2 separate regions of the Mus musculus genome follow, and region 1 is linked to region 2. Evidence: chromatin contacts called from public promoter capture Hi-C data. All regions are on one chromosome and are shown on one strand. The core of a region is the stretch at or near the end of the contact, and the rest is flanking DNA. Distances in the headings are between cores, read along the strand shown.

What was found. Promoter capture Hi-C pulls out the DNA fragments that hold promoters and counts their contacts.
Region 1: a contact with region 2 is called in a promoter capture Hi-C map of liver. The contact joins the promoter of Serpina6 here to the enhancer-like site in region 2. A contact is called at or near these places in 1 of 39 promoter capture datasets (liver), 7 of 484 Hi-C or Micro-C datasets (cerebral cortex, liver and nephron progenitors) and 2 of 9 other capture datasets (adipose tissue and pancreatic islet).

The regions. Positions count from the first base shown.
Region 1 is chr12:103,655,914-103,658,613 of GRCm38.p6, forward strand. It overlaps Serpina6 (serine (or cysteine) peptidase inhibitor, clade A, member 6), which reads right to left and starts at 1,305. Exons shown (of 5, transcript NM_007618.3): 1 at 1,124-1,305.
Region 2 is chr12:103,607,908-103,610,607 of GRCm38.p6, forward strand. Ppp4r4 (protein phosphatase 4, regulatory subunit 4) reads left to right here. Exons shown (of 25, transcript NM_028980.3): 24 at 2,626-2,700. Among named protein-coding and RNA genes, the nearest start is that of Serpina10, 22 kb to the right of the region's middle. Within about 2 kb of position 1,369, at least 7 of the 459 cell types and tissues checked have an H3K27ac peak or open chromatin away from gene starts, as enhancers often do. A contact at or near this core is called in liver, where this site is marked.

The DNA.
Region 1 (2,700 bases), core at 55-2,554, 48 kb after region 2:
CCCATGGGGCTCCCCTCTAGGCCCACCCCTTCCTTTTCTCCCCTGTCTCATTCCCTCTTGGCCTTTGAGATTCAGGTGCTTGGTTACTGCCTCCAGGAAGCTTTTCTTCTCCCCTTCTCTCTGCCACCGGCCTTGTTGGTTTCATCTTGGTTTCAGCACCGGGCTATACCTGTCTATGAATCCCCCTTGGGGAAGGAATACCCCAGTCAACAGTTGGCTTGGCCTTCTTTCTCTTCCTGCTGTTTCTGGGTGCAACTGTGTGCCTCATTCTCCCTGTATCAAACCTACAGGCTGGAGAGTAAATCCTCCTGCCTCAGAAGACGGTTGTGAATGCCTGGTGTGGCTGTCATCAGTGCATGATTATGCACACTCACTTCACGAGGCATCCTGCACCTCATTGTAGAGATGGGACACCAGAGCTAGGTGATGTAGAGCTTCCGTGTAGGTCGGGGTGTGCACCTTCAGAGTCACACCTCTTGCTTTCTCTACTGAAAACCACGTGGCCAGCAAGGTGGCTCTTTAAGGCCAGCCTACAAAAAAGACTAAGGTCATGTGTTTCTTCCTAGTAATATCTTCCTTGCCACGCCTCTCTGAAGTGCCTTGGATCAGGCGGGGATTTAGGCATCATAGCACGTGGTGTGATGCACAGAGAAGCAGGTCATTCTCCCTCCAGCTGTATCACCCCCCACTACACATTACTGAGTTACTATGGCATGGGGTGTGGGCACTCTTTAGAGGGTCCCTGCATATACCACCTGTGCACTACAACCCTACTCAATAGTGCTGCCTGGCACTAATCCATCTCAGCTCTGAGATTCCTTCTCATTCCTGGATGCTAAGGCACCAGGCAACAGGTAGCAATAAAGCATAAACCCAGCTCTCAGTGACAGCCTCCTGCAATGTAAGAAGCTGAAGGGAAATCAAAACCAAGTGGCTGAACCACAGACTATGGGATCGAAGAAGTATTCCACATGGTCGCCTCATGACACAGCTAGCTACCCTCATGTTCATCTATTAAAAATCTCAAGCAAGCAGGCACTGCTGTGTTCTGGAGTGCAGCAGATATAGAGTCAGGGACCCTGGTAGGAGCAAGAGGCACAGAGTACTGTCAGGGGTGACTCACGTCTGCTGTGGGCTCCAGCTGTTCCTTCTGGCTCTGCTTTGCTGTCTGGAATCCTAGCACACGTACAGTAAGGCTTCGGGGAGACTCCCCACTAAATCTTGTTTGCTGGTGTCTTGCTGGTTAATGGTTAGAGGAGGGGGGCAGTGGCCTTCACCATTTGGTGGCCCCCACCCCCCAAGCATCAACCAATGGGAAGCTTTATAGAAAGTAAGGGTAAACACAGCAATTCTGCAAATCAGCTCGACATTGCATGCTGTCCCCTGAAGTTTTATTTTTAATATCAAAGTGTGGCTAGAGTTGCGTCAGGGTTCATGGTTGCCCTGTGCCATCTGGCAGGGGACTCATTGGTGTCATTGATAAGCGCCATGGCATGGACTCTGTGAGGAGCCAGGTGCCTTGGCACCAGGAGGGGAAGAATCAGGCAAGGGTAGGGGAAACAGAGATGTATGAATGAATGTGTGACTGTCCAAGGTCTTTCCCTGGGTTATCTCAGGCCTCCCAATGATTCACTGAACAGACTGCTACGATCTCCCTTCTTTATGAGATTGTCTTGACCTAGTTGTGCTTTTAATTGAAGTTTTCTGTTGTCACCGGGGTTGAACCCAAGACCTTATGCATGCTGGTCAAGGGCTCTGCCACTGAGCTCTGTACCTTAGCAATGTCTCTTCTTTAAAGAAGGAAACTGAGAAGGGCTGGAGATGGAATGAACTGCCCTGCAGCCAATTCCCTCCTGAAGTCCAGCTCTCTTACTCTCACCCGTGCGTTTACTCTCCAGATCACTTTTGTCGCAGGAGGCACACATCAAAGAAATACTATTTGTGTTTCTTTGTTTTCCTTTATAACTAGGACTTCCAAGGAGTGGAAAGGCTGCAGGGTCTCCAGTCAGTCACTATCTTTCTTCTCCTTCTTCTCCTCTCATTCCATAGTACTTCTGTTGCAGTGGGGAGAAAGAGCCTGCCAGAGCCTTAGTTGGTGCGATCTCGTGGATCTCACAGGCTAAAAGCAAAGGGAAAATTAATGTGTGTATGTATGTATGTACGTACGTACGTATGTATGGCCTCACAGTTTCTTTCAGCCCCTCAGAGGACTGTGGACAGAAGTATTTGTCTGTCCCTGCACCAACCACACGGTCCAAGGGAATGTGCCTCTGTGAATACCCACCACGAACCCTGAGCCCTGGGGCCTCAAGTGCAGAGCTCTGTGTCCCAAACCCTGAGCCTACAGCCCCGAGCCCCAAGCCCCAAGCCCCAAGCCGAGCCCAGAGCCCTGTGCTTGATTGACAGCAGCATCACTTCCAAAAAAGGATGAAGGGCGCTGCTCCCATGGGAAATAAGGAAGGTTAGAGGTCATGCCTCGAAGTTTGGGCAGTCCAGTTTTGTTAATAATTGTTGCCCCTTTCAAGATTTCTAGTTTGTAAGCCAATTTTGGACATTATTGCCAAAGATTTGTCTCATCTTGATTTGTAGAATAAATATTTTTCATAGCTAGCTGAGTGTACTGGTATGCTCCTTTAATTCCAGCACTGGGAAAGCAGAGTCAGGTGTGTGTTAGTTATCATGGTGTGCACTCCAACAGGT
Region 2 (2,700 bases), core at 119-2,618:
CATATAGTGGCCAGGTTGTAAATATTCTAGTCACTGTGGGCTAGTCACAGTCACCCAACTCTGCCATTGCAGTGTGGCAGCAGCCATGGGCACTGTATGCTGAAGAAACTTAACCACCTAGGCCAATGTTTGGTTCAAAGTCCTTATAGTAGAAGACAGAATTATTCATAGAAAAAATAGAATATACTACTAAAAATTACTTGTGGCTTTCTAATTTTATATATTGGAAATATTGGTTAAGATCTATAATAATGATCGATAAATGTTACAGTAGATAATAGTGACCTTTAATTTTATGGGACCTGAAATCCTAAGAGTTTAGCTACATTTCTGTCTTCCCTTTTACTATGTTCATTTTATTCTTATGGAAACTATGTATAACATACCAGATAGTTTGCAAAAGTGTTTTTATTTTCAGAATAGATACTTTCTATAATTAAAGCATTGATATCCAGACACAGAAATCAACATGGTAGACCATAAATATCACTGGAAATCTGAAGTGCATTGGTCATGAGAGTTACTTAATGATGTCATTACCAAATCATTACCATACATTCAAAAATAGCACTAGACCAATTGGGTACTTATTATTAAAGAAAACCCAAACTTCAACCTCAATTCATATCTCACCTTTATAGATATAATTAACTCAAAATATAAACTTAAGCACAAAAGGTAACATTGCAAATTTTTGAAGATATGGAAGGAAGTCTGTAATTTTGGGGCAGATAGATAGATAATTATATTAACCATAGCAAAATAGTAGTGACATAGTATATTGTGTTAGAATTTCAGGATTTTGAGATAGGGTCATAGAAAAACACAAGTGAAGACCTGAAGTGGGAGAAAATATGCATACTGTTCCTGATCTGAAAAGGACCTGTTCCAGGATGTTCAGAGAAGTCTAAGCCTAGGCAGCTAAGCTTAAAAAGGACAAAAGATTTGAATGTGAACTTTTAAAGTAGGTAAAGATGTGAGTGTATGAAAAGATGTTTAGCATCTCCAGTGATTAGGGAAGACCAATTAAAAGCAGTGAGAAAGTAGAACATAGCAGTGTATGCCTGCAGTCCTAGCACTCAGGAGTGGGAGGTGGTAGGGTCGGGAGTTCAAGTTCATCTTCGGATAGGAGACCCTGTAGCAGAGCAGAGCAGAGCAGAGAGAGAGCAGAGAGCAGAGAGCAGAGAGCAGAGCAGAGAAGAACAGAGAGCAGAGCAGAGAGCAGAGCAGAGCAGAGCAGAGAGCAGAGCAGAAAGTAGAGCAGAGAGCAGAAAGTAGAGCAGAGAGCAGAGCAGAGCAGAGAGCAGAGCAGAGCAGAGAGCAGAGCAGAGAGCAGAGCAGAGAGCAGAGCAGAGAGCAGAGAGTAGAGCAGAGAGCAGAGCAGAGAAGAGCAGAGAGCAGAGCAGAGAGCAGAGCAGAGAGCAGAGCAGAGCAAAGCAGAGCAGAGAGCAGAGCAGAAAGTAGAGCAGAGAGCAGAAAGTAGAGCAGAGAGCAGAGCAGAGAGCAGAGCAGAGCAGAGAGCAGAGCAGAGCAGAGAGCAGAGAGCAGAGCAGAGAGCAGAGAGCAGAGCAGAGCAGAGCAGAGAGCAGAGCAGAGAGCAGAGAGCAGAGCAGAGCAGAGCAAAGCAGAGCAGAGAGCAGAGCAGAAAGTAGAGCAGAGAGCAGAAAGTAGAGCAGAGAGCAGAGCAGAGCAGAGCAGAGCAGAGAGCAGAGAGCAGAGCAGAGAGCAGAGAGTAGAGCAGAGAGCAGAGAGTAGAGCAGAGAGCAGAGAGCAGAGCAGAGAGCAGAGCAGAGCAGAGCAGAGAGCAGAATAGAGAGCAGAACAGAGAGCAGAACAGAGCAGAGCAGAGCAGAGCAGAGCAGAGCAGAGCAGAGCGGAAGCAATGAAAAAATGCTCTGCTGCTTGTTACTCACTAACAAGTCTGAAATTGAAATGCTAATAATGCAAAGGTCAAGGATAAAGAGCATCCTGCAGGCTTCCATTCACAAGAGGTGAAGCAAAGGAGAAAGACAGTGTGTTGGCAATTTCATCTGAGGTTAAACACATTAAGAAATCCAGCACATCTAGTCCTAAGCATTCACTGAGAAATATTAAAACATAGTCACATGCAGATTTACATACAAATGTTCATAGTGGTTTTATTTATCATAGTCAGTAGCTAGAATTATCTAAATGTCTGTCAGTAAGCATTTAGGACAAATGTTAGGCACCCATATAACACCAGTTATGAAGCACTAATATTCCTATATGGATGAATTTCAGTTTTACTGATCACACGAAGAAAGTGAGATGGTATATTCTCTATGAGTTTTTCTATGTAAAATTCTAGGAAGTGCAAGCTACTCTTTAATGAGGGGAAATCGGAGGTCTGTAGAAGAGGAGCTGGAGGAGGAGTGACTCTGATGGGCCCAGGAGGACATTTAGTGGTAGCGTGTTTTCACATCTCGATTGTGGTCATGGCAGTGGATTATACACATGCCAAATCTTAATGTAGTACACTCTACTGTGTAAATTATACCTTTATAACACTGACTTAAGAAGAGAAAAAAGCCCACTGTCTGGCATGTTCTCTCCTTGGTAATCATCTTTCTGAGTATATCAATGCCTCTGCCTCTCCATTTCCAGATGACTCATTCCGAACTCGAAATGCCAGCAGTGTTCCAGCTTCCTTTTCTCCTAACCCTGTCATGCCCAGCACTT